Linked DNA regions of Mus musculus: region 1 is linked to region 2. The links are chromatin contacts, called in public HiChIP or PLAC-seq maps. All regions are on one chromosome and are shown on one strand. Each heading gives the region's core, a stretch centred on a gene start, on an enhancer-like site or on the middle of the called end of the contact. The rest is flanking DNA. Distances are from core to core; before and after follow the strand shown.

What was found. HiChIP or PLAC-seq counts read pairs in DNA pulled down with a chosen protein or histone mark.
Region 1: a contact with region 2 is called in an H3K27ac HiChIP or PLAC-seq map of the HPC-7 cell line, with 6 times the contacts expected there. The contact joins two enhancer-like sites. A contact is called at or near these places in 1 of 39 promoter capture datasets (embryonic stem cells), 6 of 484 Hi-C or Micro-C datasets (the AML12 cell line, the G1E-ER4 cell line, nephron progenitors and 2 more), 2 of 115 datasets of contacts at active chromatin or transcription factors (the HPC-7 cell line and acute myeloid leukemia) and 3 of 9 other capture datasets (adipose tissue, liver and pancreatic islet).

Annotation. Positions count from the first base shown.
Region 1 is chr6:88,261,896-88,267,219 of GRCm38.p6, forward strand. The region is part of intron 6 of Eefsec (eukaryotic elongation factor, selenocysteine-tRNA-specific); the gene reads right to left. Among named protein-coding and RNA genes, the nearest start is that of Dnajb8, 42 kb to the left of the region's middle. Within about 2 kb of position 3,651, at least 11 of the 459 cell types and tissues checked have an H3K27ac peak or open chromatin away from gene starts, as enhancers often do. A contact at or near this core is called in the G1E-ER4 cell line and the HPC-7 cell line, where this site is marked.
Region 2 is chr6:88,111,352-88,116,513 of GRCm38.p6, forward strand. No RefSeq gene overlaps it. Among named protein-coding and RNA genes, the nearest start is that of Mir6376, 9.7 kb to the left of the region's middle. Within about 2 kb of position 1,985, at least 41 of the 459 cell types and tissues checked have an H3K27ac peak or open chromatin away from gene starts, as enhancers often do. A contact at or near this core is called in the G1E-ER4 cell line and the HPC-7 cell line, where this site is marked.

The sequences.
Region 1 (5,324 bases), core at 2,401-4,900, 150 kb after region 2:
CAGAAGAACCCTACCAGCTCCGAGCTGTATTTGTATCTTTATCCATACCACATTCATACCCACCTGCACTAATCTCTATTACACACATTTACATGATAACCCCTCCATGCCACACACACCTGGATGCATTCCACCCAGATGAACAGGGCATCGGTGAGGCCTGGGAAAACCATGCCTGCCCTTGAATTGTCCAGAGAGCAGTCTGGCTCAGACATCATGCTGGACTGGTCCTCTCCCTGGGAGGGTGGGTGTTGGGTTGAGGTAGGCCATAATGTCCTCTGTTCAGGAGGCCCACTCTCCCTAGCCACCATGTCCTACAGCGGTCCTGGAGCCTGCTCTACTCTCTTTTGAGCCCAGGCATAGTGAGGGTGGCAGTGACCCAGTGTGACACCACTGCTCATGGCTTCCCATGGGGACCTCTCCCAGGGCCTGGCTGGCCTTTCTCACTGTGCGCCAGCCCCACACAAAGGCACAATGGGCTGCAGGCGGCTGGGTCTTGGCTCTGCTGGGCAATCAGGGAAGAATGTGGGAAGTGAAGTTTTTCAAGCCTAGCGCGGTGCCGCCCGGCAGTGGCCATCAAAGGCCAGCAAATTGCCTCCAATTGCTGGCGTCGCTTTCATGTCAGGGGCCAGACTAGAAGAGGGGCCTTCACACTGGTGGGTAGCTGGCACCCCCCAGTGGGAACGGATCCCTTGTAAGCATCTTAGGGTCAGAAGCCCCCTCAGGGGCTCACTGAAGCCACATCAGCTATCAGGGGGCTGTAGAAGCAGGGCAGAGGGGGAATGGGCTTAGGGGTTTTCCTGGGGCAGCATCCTGGTAAGGACTGCTGGGCTGGCAGCTGGATAGCCACAGGGTCCAAGTTCAACAGGCTTGTAGCTGGACAAGACACGGGGCCATGCTCAACAGAACTCTGAGCAGAAGTGACGTGCTTCTGCACAGGGGCCTGCTGCTGCTGCTGGCAAAGGTAGAAGCTAATTGGGTGGAGTCAGGGTGCTGGCTATAAGGCTTGGGCTGGTCTGACAGTAACATCTGATAGACAGGAGGCTTCTGTTACACAGGATTTGCAGGGGTCCAGATGAGGTGAGCCAAGGTGTATGTTCTCCATTGAGCTGTGTGATGAAGCTGAATCTGAATGTGGTTCTCCTGTCTGCCACAACAGACTGTCATCAGCTCCTCACCTGGCTGGGGACAGGCAGAAGGACAGATCTGGGGAGAGAAATCCACTTCCTCCTGGGCTCCCTCTGAACTTGTGTGGGAGTGACTGCGTCTACCTGCTGTGTGTTTAGGTGAGGCCCTGTGCTCACAGACTCACAAGCCTATCCCTGCCAGCTGTGGTACCAGCTCCCTGCTTTCCCTCTTTCCTTCTCTGCAACGGTCATGTATGTAAACAAAGATGCAATTTGCTTTAAAGAGATAAGGTGATTAATTTTTTTTTAAAGAAAGAAGCAGAACTGTATTCTGCTGTCCCAGTAACAAAAGGAATTAGGGGAGGGGGTGGCAGGCAGGCTGTGTAACCACAGAACCAAGTCCCTCTGAGGCTCTGGAGCACACTTGATGGCTCGCATACCTCTTTGATTGGGAGGAAACAGAGGCAACGGGCCCTGCATGCCCATTTTGATGTCTTAATGTTGCCTAATTCCTTCTTTAATTTATATTAAGCTTCTTAGCAACAACAATGAATTCTTCAAAAACAAAAAAGGACCCTTTGCAGAGATATTCCCGCACCAAGTTAACTGAAGACGCAATGCAGCCCAGCTTTGGAGATTGAGGTACTTTGGAGATAGGGGTGTGTGCGGAGGAAAAATGGCATAGTATGTATAAGCTTTCTAAAAAAGAAAACCAAAATCACTCTAATCCAGACAGGAAATGACTTGGTCTTGAGACTCAGATGGAGGCTTTGCCTATGGAGGGCAGCCTAGGGAGACATTTTCTGTCAGCCATTGAGCTGTCAACCACCTAAGGCCAGCTTCCTACTACTTGATCCTGAGAGGTTGCCACCCCATGAGGTAACTGCAGCTCCTTGAAGCATGTGTTGGCACTAAGACATCCCCAGGTCCAGGTCCTCACTGACAAGGAGGCACTTCATGTGCAACATGGAACCCTGGACTTTCTGGCAATCCTACCCCAAGCCCCTGTGCACAGTGAGGGCTAACATATGCTCCTTAAAGGTTCCAGGGCCTCTTCAGTGCAGGTCCTGTTGATTGGGCCATGGTTTAGTCTATGTGAACTTCCCAGTCACTGTTGCAAGCCCCTCTCTGCTTATTCACCTCTGTGCTGTCCAAAATCCTTTTAGAACAAATCTTAACCATCTCTCCCAGTTCAGCCTCTCCTGAAGAAATCTCTAGATCCCCACATGTGCTCAGATGGTCTATAATGCCTAGGTACCACATTGCCTGCCTCCTACAGAACCTTTCTCATGCTTCAGCTGCCTCAGTTCCAGTCTCTGCTGGGCTCCCTCACTGGATTGATTATGGCAACTGCCTTAGTGCCTTCTGCCTAGACTTTCAATAAGAGGAGTGTTGTACCTTGGTAGTCTTCCTCCTGGGATCAAGGCCCTGAACTTTCCTCTGAGACTTCAGCAAGGCCATATTAGTCCTTTCAGCTTGCCTGGAACCAGCAGAAGGGTTCCTGAGTATGGTTCTGTTCCAGACAGCCTCTAAACCCACAGAGGCTGGGGGTGAGGAGCATAGCTTCTGACTGCAGCAGCAGATGAGGAAGGGGGAGTCCTGGAAAACAGGAGCTCTTCCAACTCTGCTGGCCATATCCACCCAGACTTGGAGCCCTTTGGGGCGAGGATAAGGAGGGAGTCCCAGATCTATCTGTCCCCTCCCCTCAGGCTCAATCAGAGTTGCCAGGTGGGGATGCCCACACCTTTTAGGCAGTGGGCCATGGTGTTGGATGGACGGGGTGAGAGGGCAGTGGGGCAGCATGGGCACAGAGCTGAGGTGTGTTGGGAGTGGGATAGAACCATGACCAAGCTAAGTGGGGTGGGTAGGTAGTAAGAATGAAAAAGGGAGAGAGATGAGTGGTCTCTGCAGGGCAGGGTTGCAAGAAGTGTGCTGGTGGCTGAATACCTCCTATTTAATGGGTCCATGGGATGTTAATCTCATGTCACTTCTGATACTGCCATTCCAGCATCCCCTCACATGTCCTCTTACCTAGCCAGTGCCACATGGGTATCCCACAGGTGAGCCACTACCCAGGCAGGTAAGGGCTCACAGCTATGGTCCAGGGCTGTGCTTATGAAGTGCCCACTGCAGCCTGGTGCTCAAGGCAGGCCAGATCCTTTACTGCTTTACTGTCACCAGGGAGGTCTAGGCTTCAGGACATCTCTACAGAGACTTTTGGGAATTAGGCTTCTACACTCTGGGTCACCATGGGGAAATGTTGTTTGGCTGCATCTGAGGGCTGCTGGGTGTCCCCATGTGGGGAAAGTTGTTTTGAAATTAGCTAAGTGCTACCTAGAGGGACCTTGAAGGAAGACCATCTTACTGGCCACAGAAAGCTTAGTTAGTGCCCCACTGTCAACAGATCTCTGGGCCAGTCAGAGAAAATGCTCACTGCATGGTGACTATGTTCCAGACAGTCATACCTTAACTGCAGCCACTTCTAGACCATTCATATGCCAGGAAACTGAGGGCCAGAGACACTCAGGAAGTTGCCCAGGACCACAGGGTGGACTTCCTCATTTAGATCAATGCCTTCAACACTTTGTACACCTCTTCCACCTTCCCTTCCTTGTGCTTAGGGGCAGTGCTGGCTATGGTGTGGTCTGCTCCAATCTACAGGTTCTGAGGACCTATATTTTCCTGGTAAGTGGGAAAGATTAAGGAAAGGCAGCCCTAATGCCGGAGGGGTTGAGGGCAGGGTCCTGATGGCTTCCCAAGAAGTATTTTCCCCCACCACTCAGGAAGGCAGAATTTTAATGCTCTCACCCTCCACATGTACACTCTTTAACATAAGTTAATCTTCAATTAAAATACCTAGAGCAGAAATTACGATAACTGGTTTAAAAGGTAGAGCTATTGACAATAAAAGTCATCTTCATATTACCTTCATATTGCTTTTTCTTTTTCTTTTTTAAAAAAAATCCACATATTAAAAACGTCATTTTTATGACTTGGGGGAAAAAGCCATAGAGAATAATGAGACTGAACAAAGGCTCAGGAGCAGTCATTTTCCAGGGCCCATATGTGGCATCCTGATTACTGTATCAGCTCTGCTGCCAGAGCAGAGGGAAAAACAAGCCCAGGTGACCGATATACTGTCCTCTGTGGCTGGCAGATGAAGGGCAGGGGTGGCATGGCAGCATGGTCCACATCTATGCTCCTGAAGCTGCGGGCTGACAGCTTATCCCTCATCGCCATTTGCCTGCCACCCAGGGTGTCTAATCACACAGTCAATGCTCTGTGTAAGATGATTGGCTATACCTGTGTAGCCTCTAGGGAGTATCTCAGACCTGGCTGTGGCTTGAAGTGGTATGTCTCATTGGGACACTGACACTCCAGCCTGCTTTCCTGCCATAACTGCCAAGGCTAGGTGCAACTTTAATTTTTTTCAAACCTTATTTTTAATGATGGTTCTTAAACGCTTTAACCTCCCTTGTAGCCTACCACCCACAAGAGGTAGTGGAAAAGAAAGGACATGGGGGAAGGGGACCTGTTTAGAAAGGTTCTTTAGAGTAACTCTTGTCTGTGTTGTCTGGAAACCAGCAGTTCAGTTCATAGGTTGGCAGTGGCAGCTCGATCCACTCACAAACACTTCATGGATACATTAGCAGTCCAGTTCTGTAGAGTCGGGTTAGCAACAGTGGTGATATGACCTAGCAGAGAGAGTTAGGCCTCAGCCTCGGCTCCAGTCAGCAGGAGGGACCCAGAGGAACACCAGGAAAAGTTCTCAGCTGTGCCTTTCTTAGGGAATCGAAGATCGCAAAGATGTGAGACCCATAAGCATTGTATAGCTAGCTGTACCTGCAAGCCAAGCTCTGTCTCCATCACTCCGTGGAGTCCTATTTACACCCTCCAAACATCATGTGTCCTCCACGTGCCTCGCCTCAGCACAGGTCTTGCCTCAGCACATGCATCCAATCAGCCTGAGTCCATAGAGTCCTGACAAATGCAGCTCAACTATGCAGTGTAAATTGGACTGATACACGGTGTAGTATTAGCAAAGAATCCTTCATCATATGTCCTTTCACATGTTTGCTTTAACAGAACATCCTCCTGCCTGTGTCTGCTTCAGTGAAATGTTCCTTCATGAGTCTGCCTTAGTCTTTCACCTCTGTTCATTCTGGGAAAACACTCTTTCATGTGTTTGCCCTGGCA
Region 2 (5,162 bases), core at 735-3,234:
CAGTGCAGTGTCTTTTAGCATTTGCAGTTTATATTCCTTTATGTGAGGAATTTTAGTCAAAAGTGCTTAAAATGTTAACAATTGTCCTTTGAAAGGATATCCAAAAGGTTTAGAAAGGTTTAAAACATCACACAGTCTATTTCTTAAGAATATTTATCAAGACATTAAATTTTTATTTTGTAAAAAGAAAAAAAAATGTAGCCTTTGTTACGTTGGAATACTCAGAGCAAATGCAGCAAATGCAGGCAGTTCATCATTCACCCGTGACGCGTGTGACCAGGTAAGAACACCTCTCTGGCTTCCCTCTTGTCCACCTCCCAGTCCCCGGCGGAGGGACCCCTTCCCTCTTTTTTTTTTTTTTTTTTTTTTTTTTTTGGTCTTTCGAGACAGGGTTTCTCTATATAGCCCTGGCTGTCCTGGAGCTCACTTTGTAGACCAGGCTGGCCTCGAACTCAGAAATCCGCCTGCCTCTGCCTCCCGAGTGCTGGGATCAAAGGCGTGCGCCACCACGCCCGGCCCCCTTCCCTCTTTTGCATCCTCCCTGACTCCTGGATTGAAGAGAATGAACGGGAGCTAGAAGTCATGCAGGGCTGTTCCTGGGGCGCAGGGCAGTGATTGTTCGTGGGTGACATAAATCTCTTTAAGGACACAGAGCTGCGTCTAGACTGTGTGCTCTCCACTGACCGGTCTCTCACCGTCATGGGTCACTTTCTTGGATTTTTGCTGCATTTGAGCTTTACACAGTTTTCCTCCCTCACCCCTCTCTCTGAGACAGTCTCATGTATCACAGGTGAGCCTTGTATTCAAGATGTCGTTGAAGATGACCTTGAACTGCTGATTCTCCTGCCTCCACCTCCCAAGTTTTGAGATTACAGGTGTGTAATGCCATGTCTGGTTTTCACTGTTTTCTCTCCATATTAGTCAATCAATCAATCAATCAGTGCTAGACAGGATCTCATTTTGCAGCCCTGGCTGGCCTGGAACTCTATTTGCTGTTTGTTTTTTGAGACAAGATTTCTCAGTGAATCCCTGGCTGTCCTGGAACTTGCTCTGTAGACTTGGTTGGCCTCAAACTCAAAGATCCTCTTGCCTCTGTCTCCCTAAAGGTAGATGTCACCACCTCCCAGCTTGGCCCGAAACTCTTACAGAGCAGGCCGGCCTCAAACAGAGATGGCCTCAAACCTTTGCCATCTTCCCTAACCCAACCCCTGTGGCATTAAGGGCACTCGCTAGCATGTCTGGCTGCCAAGCTTTCTTAAAGGTGGGTGTGGGGGCTATTTACAAAGGTTTGGAAAATAAACCCTCACTAGGAAGCAAATAGAAAGGTAGGGTTGGGTTAGGTGGGATGCTGCAGCTGTCTTCCGGGACCTGTAGCCTTGGCAAAGTCATCCAACCGCTAGGAACTTTGTTTCCATCTTTAAAATGCAATAATGTTTGTTCCTTAGAGTGGTGTGAGCCTGAAATGAGTCTGCCAGTGGGGTGGCTCCTTTGGTGGTGGCAGTCCCAGCTGGGTAACAGGAACACACTACAGTGCTAATGATAAGAAGATGCAGCCTGGCAGCTCACAGAGCACTGGTGTCCTCCAGCCCCCAGCAGAGGACTGGGGTCCTCTATGCCTCTCTGCACAGTGACATGTGGGGACTGCTCTGGACATTTTCTAGATCAGGGATGTAGAGCAACTTTGAGTTTTGTCTGTAGAAGAGAATAATCTCTTGTTTTGAGGTCACAGAGCAGGTAGCAGGCACTCAATGAAGGCTGTAGCCCCTGGAATGTACCACAGCACTGCGGGGCAGCACCTCTGGCTGCTCTGGTTGTTTTGTGCATGTGGCCTATCCCTTGATTTTCTTGTTGCAAAGTGAATTGGTGTCTCTGGCCCCAGGGCACAGGGTCAGGGAAGAGCTGGGTTTCACCTTGCTATATGGGGTTCGGGTAGGGGTTGAATTGGAGCCTTGTAGCCACTAGAGGGCACTCCAAACCCTGCAAATCCACCCCTGCTTGGGCCTCAGGGTGGACAGAGGGTGGGTGTCTGCATGCAGAGATGGAAGGAGCCTGGATACTGGGGCCTCTCACCCTTCGTCCCTGTTTTGCCCACGTTGGCTGTGGGTGGCCTTGCTGGCCTCACGCTCTGATCTGACGTAGGCTCATCCTGAGATCCAGCGCAGAGGGCTCCGGTGAGGATCAGGGATGAGTGAGGCCCCAGACAGTCACCTTGTTGACAGGTTCACATTCTAGGTTTGGGCCCTTACACCACTGGTTCCTTTCTGACTTCTTCCTGGTGCAGGGATGGGACCCAGAGCTTGGGTGCACTAGGGTACTGAAGCACAGCCCAGCCCCCATTAGTTCCTGCCAGCTACACCCCCTGCAATCATCAGAGTAGAAGTTGTTATTGAGGACACCAGGGAACACTGAGAATGAGAAAGAGCTGAAGAGCTGAAGCCCTCAGCCCTTGCTGTCAGGTACCTATGAGGGCTCTGCACAGCAACAACAACAGAAAGCCAAAATTCATAAAACAAAACAAAATATGCTCTCTGAACCCCCAAGACAGAAAACAGTGGTAGGTCACAAACAGGATCTGTGTGATCAAGAAAGCAGGGGACCCATCTGACTGGGTCAGCACCCCCCCCCCGGGGATTCTGGGTAATCACTGGGGGTTGGGTCCATGGGGGCCAGAATGTTCTGCTGGCCTTGGGCATCAGAGGCAGCAGCCGATAAGTCGAGACTAGGGTTGATGGGCCAGCAGACCACGGTGGCTCTTTGATCCTTGGAGTGATTTACTCAGCAGGAATATGTATGTCACATGAGAGGCTTGTCCTCCCAAGCCTGGCTGCTGGGACAAAGCTGCCCTTTCCTCTTTCCTAGGCTAGCCCGACTCCATGTGGGGTTGTGGGGTCCTAGGTGGCTGTGGTCAGCTCATGAATGGTATGTCAGGAGCTCCAGAGAGCGAGTCCGTGGGAGGTGAGCTGAGTGCTCCAGTGAACAGGCATCCAAGCACAGAGGGCCAACGGAGCAAGACAGGACCCGGGCCTCGGCCCTCACCCTGCTCCACTGGAAGACTCTGGTGGCTGGTTGGGGCCCAGTATGAGTGGGGCCCCCATGAGTGTATGGAGAAGGCCTACCCGGCGTGAAGCTTTCTGTCTCCACACCCAAGCTTATACTTCATCTGCTATCACCTCCCTCCTCCTCTGTCCTTTGGGCCCATTGCAGCACTCCTCTGTAGGCTCCAGGAGGTGCACATGTGTTTTCAATTGTAAAAACAATGCATGCTCATAGCAAGCCTTCAAACTGTCCAGAAGGCACAGAAAAGAGAGCGGAAGCCCCACCTTCCTCCCACTCTCCTACCCACCTAGAGCTTTCTTAGTGGATTCCCTGGAGGGTTTCGTTTTAACTGTATGTCTCTGTGCTCTGCTCCACATCAGCTCCCGTGGCCTGGGCCAGACCCAGATCCACACAGCATGCATTGAAGATGTTGCACAGGATGGCTATGGAGGGGAGGTGTGTGTGACATACAGAGAGAGAGACAGAGAGAGAGTCAGAGAGAGAGAGAGACAGAGAGAGAGAGAGACAGAGAGAATGAGAGACAGTGAGAGAATGTGTGTATGCACGTGTGTGAGTGTGTATGTGTGTGTGTGTGAGAGAGAGTATGTGTGTGTGTATGTGAGTATGTATGTGTGTGTGAGAGAGACAGAGACATAGAGACAGAGTGAGAGAGTATGTATATGCACATGTATGAGTGTGTATGTGTGTGAGAGAGTGAGAATGTGTGAGTGTGTGTATGTATGTGTGTGAACGTGTGTGTGTGTGTGTGTGTGTGTGAATGAGTATGTGTGTGCCTCTCCTTCTTTCCCAATGAGGTTCCTCCCAGCAGCTGAATCTTCCCTGTATGACATTCTGTTAACATTATTACAAGTTAAATTCAGGACGGAATGTGACAGCATATATGTATAATTCCAGAACTGGGGAAGTGGAGGCAGGAGGATTAAGAAGAGTTCAAGAGCATCTTTGACTACTTGTTGAGTTTGAGACTAACCTGGGTTACATAGGACTCTGCCTCAAAACATCAGGTCAAATTAAAACAAAACAAAAGAAATAAAAAAATCAACTTGAATTCAAAGCTGCATATATAGAGTGGCGTAGGCCTGTTGTCCTCGGAAGGAGAGCAAGGCCATTCTGGACTCCAGAATGAAACTCTGTTTCAAAGAAATAAAATCCATGAGTTCGGGTTCAACGTTTAATGTCTGAAGGTATTTGCACATTACTGTCTGTGTCTGGAGTCAGTTCTGATGGACACTAACCTGGTGTACCAAGGCTTCCTGTATATTTTCTCCCATTCTTTCTGTTCCTTTTCCCAGAATTCCCCTTTGGTTCCAGCCTGGCTCCCAAGGTCCTGAGGCTGTGACATCTGTCCTTGGCAACTTAATGAGAAAATGGACACACATGGAAATGGAGACAGACCGTGTCTCTGACCTCCTCAAGGGCACCCATGCCTGTTTGTGCCCTTTGGGACAGCACCTGGCCTGACATTTGGAGTCCCTACTGTCCTTGGATGGGACAGAGGGGAACAGAGGGGACCATCTGCCCACCATAGAGGCCAGAGGACATGCTAACACACTCAGGTGCTGCAGGACAGTCAAGACGGATGGCACTGTCCTCTTCAAGGGTGGCCACTGCTCTGCTCCTGGTTCAGGGCTGAGAAGGGCAGTGGCCTGGGTTGCCAGAGCGGAGTAGAGCTTCTAAGGCAAAGCTGGAAATACAACACACAGTGAAAACCCAAATGCACATAGAGATGGAAATTCAAAACCCAGTCACCGTGGAGCGGGTGAGAGACCCAGGGTCTGGCTTTATGACACTGATTTCTCAGATCACCCTTTCTTCAGAAAAAAAAGGGGGGGGGAGGGCGGGTTTTCCCTTAAGAAGACAGGGATGGGGGCGTTAGATAACCACAGAGCACAGGGAAGGCATTCAGAGAATACATTTTGCTTCGTAGAAAACCCATCTCTTGAGTTTCTGGTTTCCCCACAGCTTAGGAACCTTAGTCAGCCGGAACCTGAGGACTGCAGCGAGTCCTGAATGTAATGGCCCAGCGACTGCCAAACCCAGATATGATACCAGTCTGCCGAAGAATGAGGCGGGGACCCATGCAGGGGAAACCCACGTTCCATCCA